2 separate regions of the Mus musculus genome follow, and region 1 is linked to region 2. Evidence: chromatin contacts called from public Hi-C data. All regions are on one chromosome and are shown on one strand. Each heading gives the region's core, a stretch centred on a gene start, on an enhancer-like site or on the middle of the called end of the contact. The rest is flanking DNA. Distances are from core to core; before and after follow the strand shown.

Region 1 (7,300 bases), core at 3,050-5,549, 820 kb after region 2:
CCTATTAATGCTCAGGCACTTTCCTCTCTGGTGAGATGCATTTCTGACTTGCAGAGAGTTTCATTACAGCTCAGGGGCATAACTGATGCTACGCAAGCCATTAAGAATGAGTTTTCAAGAATACAAAAAAAGAAACCTTTGTAGGCGAGGGCCAATTTGTTTCGAAGGCGACACTCTGGGAGAGCCTTCACAAAGAGTCGAGCATTATCTCAGATTCAAGCCATGCACTTTCTCTCCTATTTTTAAATACCAAATAGAGAATGGAGAGAGTTATTTCTTTGTGACAGCGGCTTTGGTTCCTGCCCTTATTTTCTGCCATTAGAGCTCCAGTTAAGCTGTGTGAATTGTCCTGGGTAGTTTTTTCAGGGTGCAGGGAAGCAGCTGTTGTTTTCAGGGAGGAGGGATTGGGGGAACTCCACAAATCTCTGTATCGTGTCTCTAAGAGTCATCATATTCTCCTTGCCTCTTTTCTTTGTTATTCAAAATATCGCTACTATTAAAGTCACAGAGCTATTGGGGGAAATATATTAAGTATAATGTTTTAAGTGAAAATTAGTACAATTCTTTTTGCTGTCAATGCATGTTTGTTTGCTATTTATCATCTTCAGAATATTTTGCTGTTCTTCACTATTGATTACAATTCATTTTAATTTTAACTAATCTTATTGTTTTTGATTTGCCTTAGCTGCAAACTAAGACAAATACCTCTGGATGGGGGTTGTCTGTTTCAACAACGGTGACATCTGGCGCTGGATATTTCTTTGGGGTGGAAACTGTCCTGTTTGCCTGGGACCCCAATGGAGAAAGTAGGGCAAGGACTGAAGAAGCTGAAGGGGTTTGGAACCCCATAGGAAGAACAACAAAGCTACCAACCCGACCTCCCAGAGCTCCCAGGGAATAAACCACCAACCAAAGAGTACCCATGGAGGGACCCATGGCTCCAGCTGGATATATAGCAGAGGATGGCCTTGTCAGGCATCACTAGGAGGGGAGACCCTCGTTCCTGTGGAGGCTCAATGACTCAGGGTAGGGGAGTGCTAGGGTCCTGAGCCATGAGTGGGTGAGCAGGTGGTGGAGCACCCTCATAGAGGCAGGGGGAGGGGGAGGGGATAGAGGGTTTGTGGAGGGGAAACTGGGAATAGGGATAACCAATAAAAAAAAAAAAGACTTTTCATAGACATTTGACTTATACTGTTTGAAGCCAGCATCCCTTCCTGTGACCCATTTTCAATGCCCAGAAACATCTACAGACTTTGCCAAATCTCCCAAGGTCACAAAATCACTGCTCTGAGGTGTATGAAGCAGGTCCTGTCTACAGTCGCATTTATTGTACTGCAATTGGAGAACAGCAAGAACAATTCAGCTAGTGCAGCAGAAGGAACCAGTGGGCAGAGTCTAAGAAAGTATCACAGGTGTTGACAGGATTGGGAGCTATAATGATCACTAAAAGCCAAGACTGCGATTGTATCAGTTCCTTTCGGTGTCATTGCGATGAATATTCAACTGAAACAAAGGAAGAATAAGCATTACAGTTTCAAAGGGAATGCAGTCCACCATAGCTGGGAAGCAATGGAATTGTTCACGGAGACACAGCACATAGGAGAAATACCTTGTATCCTGGCCAACCAGGAGGCAGAGAGTGATCCTAGAACCTGGGCTGGTGCAACTGTCTAAGGATACCTTTAGTGATCTACTTCTTCCTGTTAGGTCCACTTTCAAAGGGCACCATTGTCTTTAAATGAGTTTGAGGAAGTACATCGGCTCTCTCACATGAGGTTCTGCCCACAAACCTAGCACCATCCATTGGCTTAGAGAACAGATAGAAGCAGAAGAAGCAGTCGTTCCACTGGCACAGGTTTGTCCTCCCTCTCTCTGCTCCTGGTTACCATGCTGTAAAACACCGTTCTGCTTTGCATTCTCCGTCATGAGACTTCTGCCTCTTTCTCACCACCGGTCCACAAACAATGGGACCGAGTGACTGGACTGAAACAAGGAAGGAAGATAAGTTTCCTTGCTGTGTTGTCTTCCTAAGGTATGTCATCATATGACAAAAAGCTAACACATCATTTACCACTCGGTTAAGCTTGTATCGGCGACTAGCATTAGCTTCTTTACAAATGGAAACATGGTAGTTAGGTTCCAGTTAAAAGCCATGTATTCTGACTCCAGAACTTGCATTCTGTAAACTCTCTTCCAACCTCTATATTTCTGAGATGAAAAAGGCTGGGTGAGTGTGCTGATTCCTTTGGGCTGGTGGGTAATTGAGAGGGGTTCTTAACTCAAGTTTACAGAAACATAGAAGACACCCCAGAAGAGGAAGCACACAGTCTTAAAGATGGGAACCTGAGACATATACAACAAATGAATGAACTGAAACATATTTTACTGATATTTTTCTTTTTTAAAAATTTTCCACATTTTTATTGGTTATTTTATTTATTTACACTTCAAATGTTATCACACTTCCCACTTTCCCCTCCAGAAACTCCCTCCCTATTCCCCCTCACCCTGCTTCTGTGAGGGTGCTCCCCCATCCATCCACCCACTCACTCCTGCCTCAGTGCCCTGAGTTCCCCTATATTGGGTCAGTGAGACTCCACAGGCCCAGGGGCTCCCCTCCCACTGATGCCAGATTAGGCCATTTGCTGCTGCATATTCAGCTGGAGCCATGGGTCCCCCCATGTGTACTCTGTGGTTGGTGGTTTAGTCCCAGGGGGTTTGGGGAGGTCTGGTTGGTTGATATTGTTGTTCTTCCTATGGGGTTGCAAACCCCTTCAGCTCCTCCAGTCCTTCCCCTAACTCTTCCATTGGGGTCTCTGCACTCAGTTTCATGTTTGGCTGTGAGCATCCACATCTGTATTTGTCAGGCTCTGGCAGAGCCTCTCAGGAGACAGCTATACTAGGGTCCTGTCAGCACGCTCTTGTTGGCATCAGCAATTGTGGCTGTGTTTGGTGTCTGCAGATGGGTGGATCCCTAGGTGGGGCAGTCTCTGAATGGCCTTTCCTTTAGTCTCTGCTCCATTCTTTGTCCCTGTATTTCCTTTTGACAGGAGGAATTCTGGATTATTATTTTTGAGGTGGTGGGTGGCCCAATCCTTCATCCAGGGGCAGTGCCTATCCACTGGATATGGTCTCTACAGGTTCTATCTCACCTTTGTTGGATAATTTGGCTATTCTCTTCTCTGTTGGGTCCTGGGACATTTTTCTGATCTTATTCAGAGAATAAATCATGTTTTCGAGAGATCGTCTCACGATACCTGGTGACCTGCTTTCATGCTCAGAATGCACAGGGTAAAGGAAGAGAACAGCCTCCCCATAGGTATCCACAGCACCCCACGCACCCAGAACCATATAGGCATGCAAAACAAATAAATAAGTGTGATTAAAAAAATAACTCTAAAATTCTATTTGGTCCAAGAGTTCTCACATAAAGGATAAAATCAAATTTGTTCTTGAGACACAAGAGTCAACCTGTGACATAGTCACTGTCTATTTACCATTGCATTCTGTAACATCCCACATTACCCAGGGGCCCATCTTCCAGCCACAGTGAACCACTTGATCTTTGATGGACACAGGTCTTCTATCCACTTCCCAACTCTCAGCCTCTGACTTTACTATGAACAGTCCTGCTCAGGAGGCCCAGCCTGCATTCTCCTCTGAAAGTACTCACTGACCACACGGTGCAGGTCAGCATTTTTTCTCAACGCTCATAGGTAGGATGTAAGTCTCTGTCTTCCCATGCCTGCATCATGTCAATTGTTTCCAAATGTCTTGTAACTCACTAGACTGTAAACTCTTGGAGAAGGAGCCTTTGAGACACCTTCTTTCCTCCGTTTCCTGGAGCTCACTCAGAACTGCTAAGTGACTGAGTGATTCCTCAGGACTCTGAAGGTCTGAGGCCAGGGATAAGCACCCAGATCCAGCTTTAGCCACCCGCCTCTTTATCGCAAGGCTCACACCTCTCTCCACCGGAAGTGTTCTTACACCAAACTATGACAGTATCTTCTGTCACTACTGTCACTGCTACTGATATGTTTATGTGATCACTTTTTTTTTACAGCCATAAGACAAACTGGTATCAAATACTGGTTACTCCAGATAGAAGAAAGTGGTTTCTGTATCTAATTTAAGGCATGTTGAACACTTGAACTGGTAACGATATCTCCATCTCAAAGGATCAACACATATATATTTCTACCCCATGATATGAATTTCTACAGATTTTTCTTCATATATTATTTCATTTCTCTTATTTTTATATTTCATTTTTTCTATGGCATCTGCTGATCCCAAGTAGTTATGTCTGCCAAAGCAAACTGATAACCACTCATGAATACCATTTTGCAAAAGAAACAGCTTAGCATCAGCCCAGACACGGTCTTCAATTAAGGAATAGTTATTCAAATAGAATAAATTTAGTTTTATGTAAACTATAGGCTAGTTCCATGCCTAAGGAGACTCCCCATGCTAAAGCCACATGTTCTTCCACACTCTTAATGCTTGGATTAAGAACTTAAGCTTGAGAACTGGAGAAATGGCTCAGGAAGTAAAGACCCTTGATTTACAAGTCTGGTGACCTGAGAACCCATGGAAAGGTGGAAAGCGAGAACCAACCCCACAGAGTTGTCCTCTGGCCTGCATGAGCACACTATGTCTCATGTTCTAACACACACATATCATGCACATACAAGAAAAAGAATAATAACTAAAAATTGTTAAAAGAACGAACTCACGTGTTCTCTAGGACCAACCACAGCCTGCCAGGCTTTGCGTCTCAGTGGTACCTGCATCTCATGTCTCTATGACCTCAGACTCAGGAGAGATTTAACAGGCCAACTGTTTCCCCAAAGGCAGAGAGCCTTAGTGTGGGTTGGTCCCTAATTTCATCATTCCCTTTACTTATCTAAGGCTTAACAGACCCTCTTCTAAGCTTCACCCCTGTTCTTGCTCACAGGGTTCTGGTTCAGGTTAGTCTCACCCTCTGTACCTAGAGCTCCTTATAGTAGGAGTGTTTGTCTATCTCAATTTTCTTTCCTCAGGAATAGTAACACAGTAGGAATTTAATCTGTTGAACATAAATGACCCCTCATAATAGAGAAATGGGCTCACTATATTAATGGGAGGAAGAGAGCTCAATATGCATTTTGCAGAATAATTGTGTTAATAAGATGGCAATCATTTTGAAGCAGTTATTAAGTTCTTGAGTCTTATTTTCATGAACAGGTAAACAATTTCAGTATCTAGTGCTCTCTATTTCTAGCTGATGTAACAAATCAACAGTGAGAGAGATCATATGCTCCCAAAGACACCGTTGACCTGCCCTAAAAACAGGGGACATAGAGCTCCGCAAATTACATCGCCAGCTAAACATTTCTCAGTCCGTTAGAGATGGTACATTTTTAACGTTGGACAGTACCACTGATTAGTACATCATCAGATAATATATATTTAATATGTAAATGGGGTAATTTTGGCAGAGTAATCAGTGCCCAGGTTTCTGAAACTGGAACAATAATCCTGAGCACTCTGCTTAGAGGCTGCGGAGAGGAGAGAGGAGAGGAGAGAAGGAAGCAACAGGCTTCAATGATGCTCCTTGCCATGACACACCTGCAGACACAGCCTGCCCCAGCCTTTCATGCAAGCTCCTCAGACACACTCCGCTGGACCAGAGACTGTCCAGACCTGCTGTTTTCTCAACCTACCAATCAAGATAGCATGAGCAACGTGGGCATTGTGATCTGTCTCCCTCTCTATTCTGTGGCTTCTACATTTTCTGCTTATCATAATTATATATGCCCTCTTTATTTGAGTTCTTTAATTAAATACTGTGTCTGGAATACCACTGGATGCATTTTTGAGTGCCTGCCACACACTGTGCCAGGTTCTGTTCTTGGCATTGAGGATAATGTGGTGGAGAAAACAAAACCGTCTCTAAATTTCTAGAATCTATCACACATGAGGAAGACAAATAATGAGTAAAGAAAACAATGCAAATAAAGCTTCAGGAGATGATAAATACTGGGAGGGCCAACTGTGGACCATGGAGCAAAGGCTCATCAGAGCAGCACGGCAGACACACTTCAGAAATAGAGAAGCCAGAGAAGGCATCTTGGAGGAGACCTCATCCTAAAACACCATCGTTGCTCCCCACACAAGCAGAGCCAAAGGCCTTGCTCAGTCAGAGTCGTCTCCAGTTATTAACTTCTGGGGAAGCTCTATGACTAAGCACAGTGACTTACATCCAGAAGATGTTCTGTAAATGGCTATTAGCTAATTACGTTTCCTCACACACTCACTGTGAAGTACACTCACCAGGAAACGACTGGGTTGTGCTAGTGATTCTCTAAGGATGGGAAAGATTTTATTCCTCATCAAAGATTTGCCCAAAGGACCAGCGACCACCTGAAGACATAATGTTTCACCCGAGATGCTCTCTGCCCACTGCGACATTGTGTGTTGACATCCAGCAGCTGTTGTTCATTTTGGACACTGATCCCTGTGGTGTGTCCTTTGGGTGATCAAGCTCACACGGAAGCTCTCTATAAAATATTCACAACGATTTGGACGCTCCTATTTTTCCATTGACATTTCTACCCCACCTTTGATCTCGACTTGATTTTACTTTTCCTTTGCTTCCCTCCACTATTTTACTTTATATTACAACTAGACCATTTCCGTTCTTCTTTGTATGCCACATAGCATCAGCCACATGTGCTCAAAGTTATAAAACTCACAGAATTCAAGCAAAAGATTGGTTTAAAGAAGAAGGTCTACCTTCTAGCATTATTTTATTAGAAAAACAAAATTTTACACGTCAAATCTATTTTTGTCAGAAAAACATGTTTTTCTGATCTAGGGATTATCAAAAATTTACACTTCCTGAGGCCTATGACACACCTTTGGTGTCAGAGCCCACACCCCATTGCTGCCCTTTGAAGCATGGGATTTAAACCAAAGATATTCAAAATAGCTGCATATATTTATACTTGTCTACACTATTCATTCCAAGTCATAAAAATAACCCTCAGAACAAATGAAAACTTTAAATCACCTCTCCTCACAGATAAACCTATGAGGAGTAAGTAGCAAGGCTTAGTGAGCTTCTCAGACACAGTGAAAGCTACCTGGGAACCAAGATGGCGGTGCCTTCCTGAACCACCCCTCTCCCAGTGCTCTCTCGAGTACCCACTTCTGATAAGAAAGTCCTCCTTCCTCCTGTTATTTTGCCTAATCAGTGTGCTGCCATGAGAGAGCTGCAGCCATCTTGTTTCTTAGGAAAGGGACTTTCCTTGGATCC
Region 2 (7,416 bases), core at 681-3,180:
CGCTCTCGAGAATACATGTTAGGTTTCTGTAGTCATATGATAGAACACATTAGGTTTCTGGAGTAAGGGGCTTTATTCTTAGCAAGTAATGAGTTGCAAGGCTGTTGCTTGCTCCTCTTAGCACAGTGTTCTGGTGGCATCCCCCCTCCCTTTTATGGAATTGCTTTTATGAAGAATTACACTTTGGCATAGTGCAGTAGTAGTGAAATCTTTCTCATTTCAGGTTTTCTTCTGTTGTTCATAGCCTAAGTGACAAACAGGGATTCAAATCCACCAAAATTAGTGAGTGTGTTTGATGAAACACACGGGAGCTAGGCTAACGTCCAGAATTTATTTTTCAAAAATTATGTAATAGGGCCGGAGAGACGATTGTGCAAGTGGTTGAGAACACTGGCTACTCTTCCAGAGAACCTAAGTTCAATTCCAAGTCACAACCATTTTGGCATTCATATGCTGCATATGCATATATGTAGGCTAAACTCTTGTGTGTGCGTGTGCGTGTGTGTGTGTATGTGTGTGTGCAATAAAAATACTACTACTACTAACAACAACTATATAATGAACACCAGGTTTAGTGATGTAAGCCTTCAATTTTAGCACTGTTGGGGGGGGGGGCAGATCTGGAATTCAGAAGTAGCCAGGGCTACATGGTGAGAAGCAGAGTCAGTCAGATATCCTCCATACACACATCTACTAAATGCCTCCTTTCGTTTCTGTCTTGACTACTGTACTGTTCTTACAGCAACAAGAAAGCACGCTAGATTAGGATTATTATTCTCATTTTACAGGTAAAGTCAGAATTTACATTTCTAGAACACAAATTGCAACTCTAGGGTATTATTTCCTATCGATTATTCTAATGTTGCAAGCATTTTAATCATTTAAGGATCATTTGGATTTGACTCTTGAAGGTTTGGCCAATTAAGTGAATATAAACTGCCCACTGATACAGGTATACCAAGTTTTTGAGGCAGATGTCATTCCATGGTCTGTTGCTGAAAACTAGAGGTAAAGTAATTTAATTTTGACAAATTATTTTTGTCATCTATTTTTGACATACATTTTTGGTGCTGGCAGTTGCACCCAGGGTCTCTTAACACATAAACAGTCATAGCTTGCACGGAAGAGAATGGCTCCTTGTCAGAGCCTTCAGACTGTGTCAGACCCTGTGCCAAATGGCTATCTCCCACGTGAAGACCTGTTATAAAGCTAGAAGATCTGAGAACTCCCTAGTGTATTTATTCTGTTGATTATGGACTGGCATCGACTTCCTGTGTGTGTGTGTGTGTGTATGGATTATGGAAAATAATTGGGTATCTATGTGTACAAATGGAGACTATGTATTCTGTATTTTATGTATTTTGTATTCTGTATTCTGTAGGCAGTTTGTTTTACTAGATGTGTATAGGCCATCTCTGGATGGAACTGGTACTCCAAATCTGCTGGGCCTGTATTCAGCACTCTGTAGTGTGCGGTGAGCAAGTGGGAAGCAGAAGAGTGTGGCAGGGTAGAGGAAGGAGGCTCACCTTTGAGTCTGGCATCAGAAGTGCTGACAGTTGGGTGGTATATGCTCTTGATGAGTCAGCACTTCCTGGTTTCCCTTTCCAGCCACGCTGGCTAATGGCATCAGATGACTTTGGTCCAAGCTGAGGCTTTCTCAGAATCAAATTTAAATTTAAAAAAGAAAAAGAAGAAGGAGAAGAACAAAATGTGCCATCTCTTTTTCTCTGTTTTTGATTACTTGGTACTAGGATAAACTATTCTATTGAGCACAGCACCAGATACTGTGTGTTCTTAAATTCTCAGCTTAAGGAAGTAGACTTGGCCCTGAACTCTAAGTAAATATATCTTTACCTCTTGGGACAGCCCTGCTTTTAGTTCACTTGGTTTTTATTGTTTCTGTGCAAACTAATAACAGACAAAAGCGGAAGGAAACAGAACTCAAACATCTACAGGGTTTGCTACGTCAGCTTTATCAAAGGCTCAGTAAGTAGTGACACAGCAAGCAGAGGAAATGGTGGATCTGCTTCATGATCCCATGTCATTTTCCAACTGGTCCAGATTAGGCCCACTGTTGTGAGAGAAGTCAGCGGCTTTTACTCCTTAGCTTTGTACTTCAGACTAGGCAAAAAAAAAAAAAAAAAAAAGAAAAGAAAAGAAAAGAGAGAAGAGAAGAGAAGAGAAGAGAAGAGAAGAGAAGAGAAGAGAAGAGAAGAGAAGAGAAGAGAAGAGAAGAGAAGAGAAGAGGAAAGAAAAACCTGCTAGACCCTGTGTTAATGGTAGCACAGATGGTTTTTAACAGAAAACTTCCCAACTCTGGTTCCCTTGAGTTTGTTTTTCCAAGTTTGTTATTTCATCAGTTTCAGAACATAGCTGACAGTTTCTCTGTGTTGATATTTGTTTAAAATACACGAAAACTATTTTAAGCGTCTGGATATTTTGTTCCTTCGGAAACATATTTTTATTAAAGAGAGTGCTTAGTGGTTTACAATGAAGAAATTAGTGATATTATAGCAAAACTGTGGCCATCTCACTTTCTTTTCCTGTGGCTGTGATAAAATACCCCGACAAAAGCAGCTTAAGGAAGGGCAGATCAGTTGGTTTGAACTCGAATGCAGTTCAAGATACAGTCCGTCTTGGAGCTGAAGTCAAGGCGACAGGAACTGTAGAGGTTGTTCACACCGTATCCATAATGAGAAAACAGAGGAGCAAATGCAAGCTTGCTAGTGCTCCTCCTACTGTCTGTGCGTCCTACTGTCCAGGATCCCATGCACTGAGAATAGCCAGGCCTCTGTTTAGATGGGACTTCCCCATATCAACCAGTGTCACCAAGGCATTCTCCCACCGGCATATCCAGAGGCCCATCTCTCAGGTGATTCTAAATTCTGTCAAGCTGACAATGAGTACCAGCCATAAGCCATCACAATGGCCATATTTAAAAAGCCAGGAGTACTATTAAATGTATTTATGTTTTCATCTTTCCTAAGTAGGAAGAATGTCTGACCCTTTAACTGCTTGCTAATAAGCAAAAGCAAAACCCCTACAGAAAAGCCCTCATCTTTTTGCACACAGAATTCAAATGAAAAGATAGCATTGAGGTAGAATCACATTACATAATCATTCTGAAAATATGTGGTAAATATGTAGTCCTTTGAATGTCTTTCACTCAGAAACATACTTTTATTTATTGTACTGGTCATACTGGCTGGAAATGGATTATTATTATAACAGGAGGTAAAGGCAGACGTCTTATAACCCTAGTTTGTTCTATCAGAATACCTGCTGATTGCACAGTCAAGCATGTAAGCCAAGTTCTAGAAGGTACTGAGAGTTGTATGGTTTGGACATACCCAGGACGCTGCCGTACATCATTTGGATAATTGTAACTTACGAATAGGGCTCTCTGAAACATCACAAGTGACATAAAGGGTATAAGGTTAGTGTGCGACATATACAAAACAAAAGTCTCACCGTGTGAGCGGTCAGAGAGGCTGCTGTAGGGATCTGAAAGTCAGGAGTGTGTGCCTAAAACTACAAGCTTTCTGAGGCTGGGCCACTCCGAAAATGGACGTTTTGATTAGTTTTCTTTGGCATGCTGATTTGGTGAGCCTTCTGTTTGTTGAGCTGTAGTAGAAAACATCTTAATCACAGAAACAAAGATACTGTAAGAGGTAAAAGTCATCAAAGAACTAGAATAAGATAAAATAAAATTTAAGGCCAAAACTCCTAACTGATTGGTTTTTACCATGAAGAGGATGATACTTGTAGACTTATTTTTATTTGAATCCCAGTAAAATGGCAGTTTTAATGAGGTGCCCACTGTGAATCATAAGACATAAAACTCTCACCTGGCTCTCTGCAGGCCTGTTCATGGTAGGTGGAAGAAGGCTGCTATGCCTATTTGGGCAAACAAAGTCAATTATGATTTGATTATAATATCTCACTGTTTGAATCCACCTGTGGACAGAAAAGTTAAGAGGTTGGGATAGCCATATTAGAGGTTCAGTGAACATCTCTAGAGGGGTTCTGGGTGTGTCTCAGAACAGAATCGAGCACTGTCTGTGAATTTGGAAGAGATAACTTCAAGGGACAGAGTTTATTAGTTTGCTCTGCCTGCTGAACAGAAGATTCAGGCTTTTGTCTTGCAGCTTGGGTTCTTCTCTACTCTGCATTAGTGTGGTCTCACATACAGATGCACATGTATGTGCGTCTACCCCACTGGAGTGCGTGTTATGGTAGTACGAATCGCTCTAGAGCACCTTCAGACACTGCAGTGCCTCTGTTCTGCTCCAGGGGAGGACTGCCAGCCTCTGGGTGGGATGTGGGGGAGTCCCTGCAGCCCTCCTTTGGGTCAGCTGCTTATTTTCATGTGCTAATTGTGTAAGGCTTTTCTCGAAGTCTTCTAGGCCTTAACCGTATTCTCTACTCCCAAAATAACAAAAATCAAGCCTATCAGAAAGTAGATTTAAAAAAGGGAAACAGACAAAACCAAAAATATGAAAAAATTAGAACAAATTATTCTTGGAGTTTTAAAATACAATTCCATTGTGTTTGGATGTATAATGGCTATAGATGGATTCAAACAAAGTTAATGTGGCAAGAACTTGTGGACTCAGCAGGAGGAATGGGAACCTAAAAGCACAAGGGGACAATAACACAGAAAGAAAATGATATTGGGTCCCGAAGTCGCATAATTTAGAACTTCAGTGTGGTTTATCTTAAGTGGTTAACTAAGTGTCCAACACTTGAACAAGCAAGCGCTCCTGGCCCTTGTCTTCTTTCTTACGCGTTTCTCTTGGGGAAGCATAAGGGAAGTTCACTCAGCGTTTAGCCTTGGGATGGGGAAATGCAGCTTGACAGAGCCATTGGACTTAGCATGCTGACAGTTTCTGCTCTGTACCTCATGTTTAAGTTTCTGTTGGTTCTATCACCAACATTATCAAACACGGTTTACCATGCCCCTTATCTGGTTCCGCAAACACAATTGTCAGCTATTAAAATATAAACTGACTACTTTAAATGAAGACATACTTGGCAGTCAGCCTAAGTCTTCGCTCCTCCTTCATACCCCCCCCCCCCAGGTCTCTCTGCCCCCAGGTTTTCCTAACGGGATACTCAGGGATGCTTGTGACCACAAAGGGTACTTTGGGGCCTGCAATTGTTCTACTGTAATTTTAGATAGTTCTAGGTGCATCTTCAATATTCTTTGCTGAATGTTGGAAGCATTTGGTTCATGGTTTCCACATACATTCACTTTCAGTGGAAGGCTCCCAGCTGTTGAGATTTGCTTTATTTTGAAGTTTAGAAGCTTCTATAGACACTGTATTTTAATTTTCTTTTAAAAAGATAGATTGGTTTTCCTTTTTCATTCGGCAACATCAAATAGTTCATTGTATGTGAATGTCACTCATTGTATTCTGCCTTTACACAACCCCTAGCCCTCCTTCTCCTCCTACCTGTGCCCTCAGAATTACCCTTACCCTTATCCTTACCCCTTAACTTACATTTACTCCAAATTGTATTTTTACCCCTAAACCTACCATTTCCCTACCCCCACCCAGCCTCCAGCCCAACAGCCAACCCTACTCCTACCCTTACACTTACTCTTGCCTTTACCCCAAACCCAACACTAACCCTTACCCTTTACATTGCTATTCATCTCTAATTTTCCATCACCCTAGACTAAAACTTGTGCTCAGGAAGCAGTAGCCTTCCACATCCCTCTCTCCACCAAAAGAGAGGTTTTAAATATGTGTGTGTGTGTGTGTGTGTGTGTGTGTGTGTGTGTGTGTGTTCACGCCTGAGCACATGTGCAATAACCACTTGTAGAGGTAAGAAGGCATGAGGTCATTGTACTGGCCACAAATACCATTTACTCACTGAGCCATGTGACAGCCCCAAAGGGTAGACATTTAAGAGATGCATCACAGCCAAGAAGAGAATGGTGTACGTTAGGCTCTGGCAGGTGGATTTAAGACTAGAAGTAATAAAGACCTACTATAACTTCCAAAGGAGGGATCACATGGCAAAGAAACGAGTCCTCTTGTGAGAACTTTTATCCTTCTAGCCTTCTGGGACAGAGACTGGGGACTCTAGGAATCTCTGGAGAGTGCATGCTGTCTGGTACTGAGGGGTCACCCTGAGATTTCCTCTCTGTGTCTGCCCTGCCTCCTCTTGATGCTTCCTGTGAGTCTTCCTGTCTCAGGCTCCTTTATAACCTCTGTTTCCCTATGGCTGTTGTGGTCTAGGGTACTACTGCGCGGTTCCCACACTGATGCATTCGCCCCTGTTAGTTCTTACTGCAGACTCGGCGGTATGTGTGCAGAAAACACCCCCAGCATAGGAAGCACTGCTCTTTAGCCTTGCTTTCACGGGGCCAAGAGAGCCAGCCGACTCGATGCTTGTTGCCATGGCCTTAGCCTTTAACAAACAAAACATTGCACACGTCACGAGGACAAAGCTTTAGAAGTCTTAAGCCATTTTGACGTTTACATTTCAGAGCCATTATGTGTTAGTCGACAGGTTTAAAATTGCATTCCAAGACTCAAAGAAGGGTGTGTTCTTTGATTTTTGTTTCAATCATATAAAGCCCTCTCCAGTATTAACTACAGCAGGTGCTTAGCACAGGAATCACAAGAATAGGTTGCTTGTGGATGATTATTACCAATCCTTGGCCATGATGCTCTCCTGACTTCACTTGCTTTGGTGGGTAGAACCATATACGAAAAGGTAAGAGCATCGTGGTAGAAATGGATCTTTATTTTAAACTTTTGAACGTGAAAGCTTATTTGTCTGGAAAACACATTGCATATAATTAATTCACTAGCACATACTGTAAATAAGAAACTCCAAAGCAATAACTGTTTGATAGTGGGTAGCTTGGGCCATAGAAAGTAAGAACTTGCTTGGAATAGTTGAATGACTTCAGCCTCCTACTTGGCCTGTGCCTGCCTGTGCCACTCTAGTGGGTTTACTTTTAGAGACTCGTTATGTGACTAGTTATCTTCTATTGGGACTTTAGCCCTTTGAGTTAAAAGAAAGGGGCAATGTGTACTTAAAAGTGAAGAAGTGATAAATTATAACTAATTGTTTATCTAATTCTTCTGTTTGTTTAGTCTTTAATTCTGGGATTGTACAAGCGTGGATTTATCTCCCAAGTTTACATTACAGCAGTTGTATTGAATCAGGAGTGACTTTGCCCCAGGGGATATTTGACAGTCTCCAGGCCCATTTAACCTGGGAAGAGACACTTGTACAGCAATCTACAACAAACAGAATTTAAAATTTGACAGTCCCAAGTATTACAAAGGTACTGTTTAATATCAGTTTCTAGACGGTAAAAAGTATTGAAGGGTCTAGACTGTGGGAAATATACAGCAGTTAATACTCTGATATCCAAACTCCCGTGTTAGTGTT

What was found. Hi-C and Micro-C count contacts between places; a contact is called where the count stands out from the background.
Region 1: a contact with region 2 is called in a Hi-C map of the G1E-ER4 cell line, with 8 times the contacts expected there. The contact joins two enhancer-like sites.

Annotation. Positions count from the first base shown.
Region 1 is chr5:4,177,767-4,185,066 of GRCm38.p6, forward strand. No RefSeq gene overlaps it. Among named protein-coding and RNA genes, the nearest start is that of Mterf1b, 11 kb to the right of the region's middle. Within about 2 kb of position 4,300, at least 2 of the 459 cell types and tissues checked have an H3K27ac peak or open chromatin away from gene starts, as enhancers often do. A contact at or near this core is called in the G1E-ER4 cell line, where this site is marked.
Region 2 is chr5:3,357,366-3,364,781 of GRCm38.p6, forward strand. The region is part of intron 2 of Cdk6 (cyclin-dependent kinase 6); the gene reads left to right. Among named protein-coding and RNA genes, the nearest start is that of Cdk6, 17 kb to the left of the region's middle. Within about 2 kb of position 1,931, at least 51 of the 459 cell types and tissues checked have an H3K27ac peak or open chromatin away from gene starts, as enhancers often do. A contact at or near this core is called in the G1E-ER4 cell line, where this site is marked.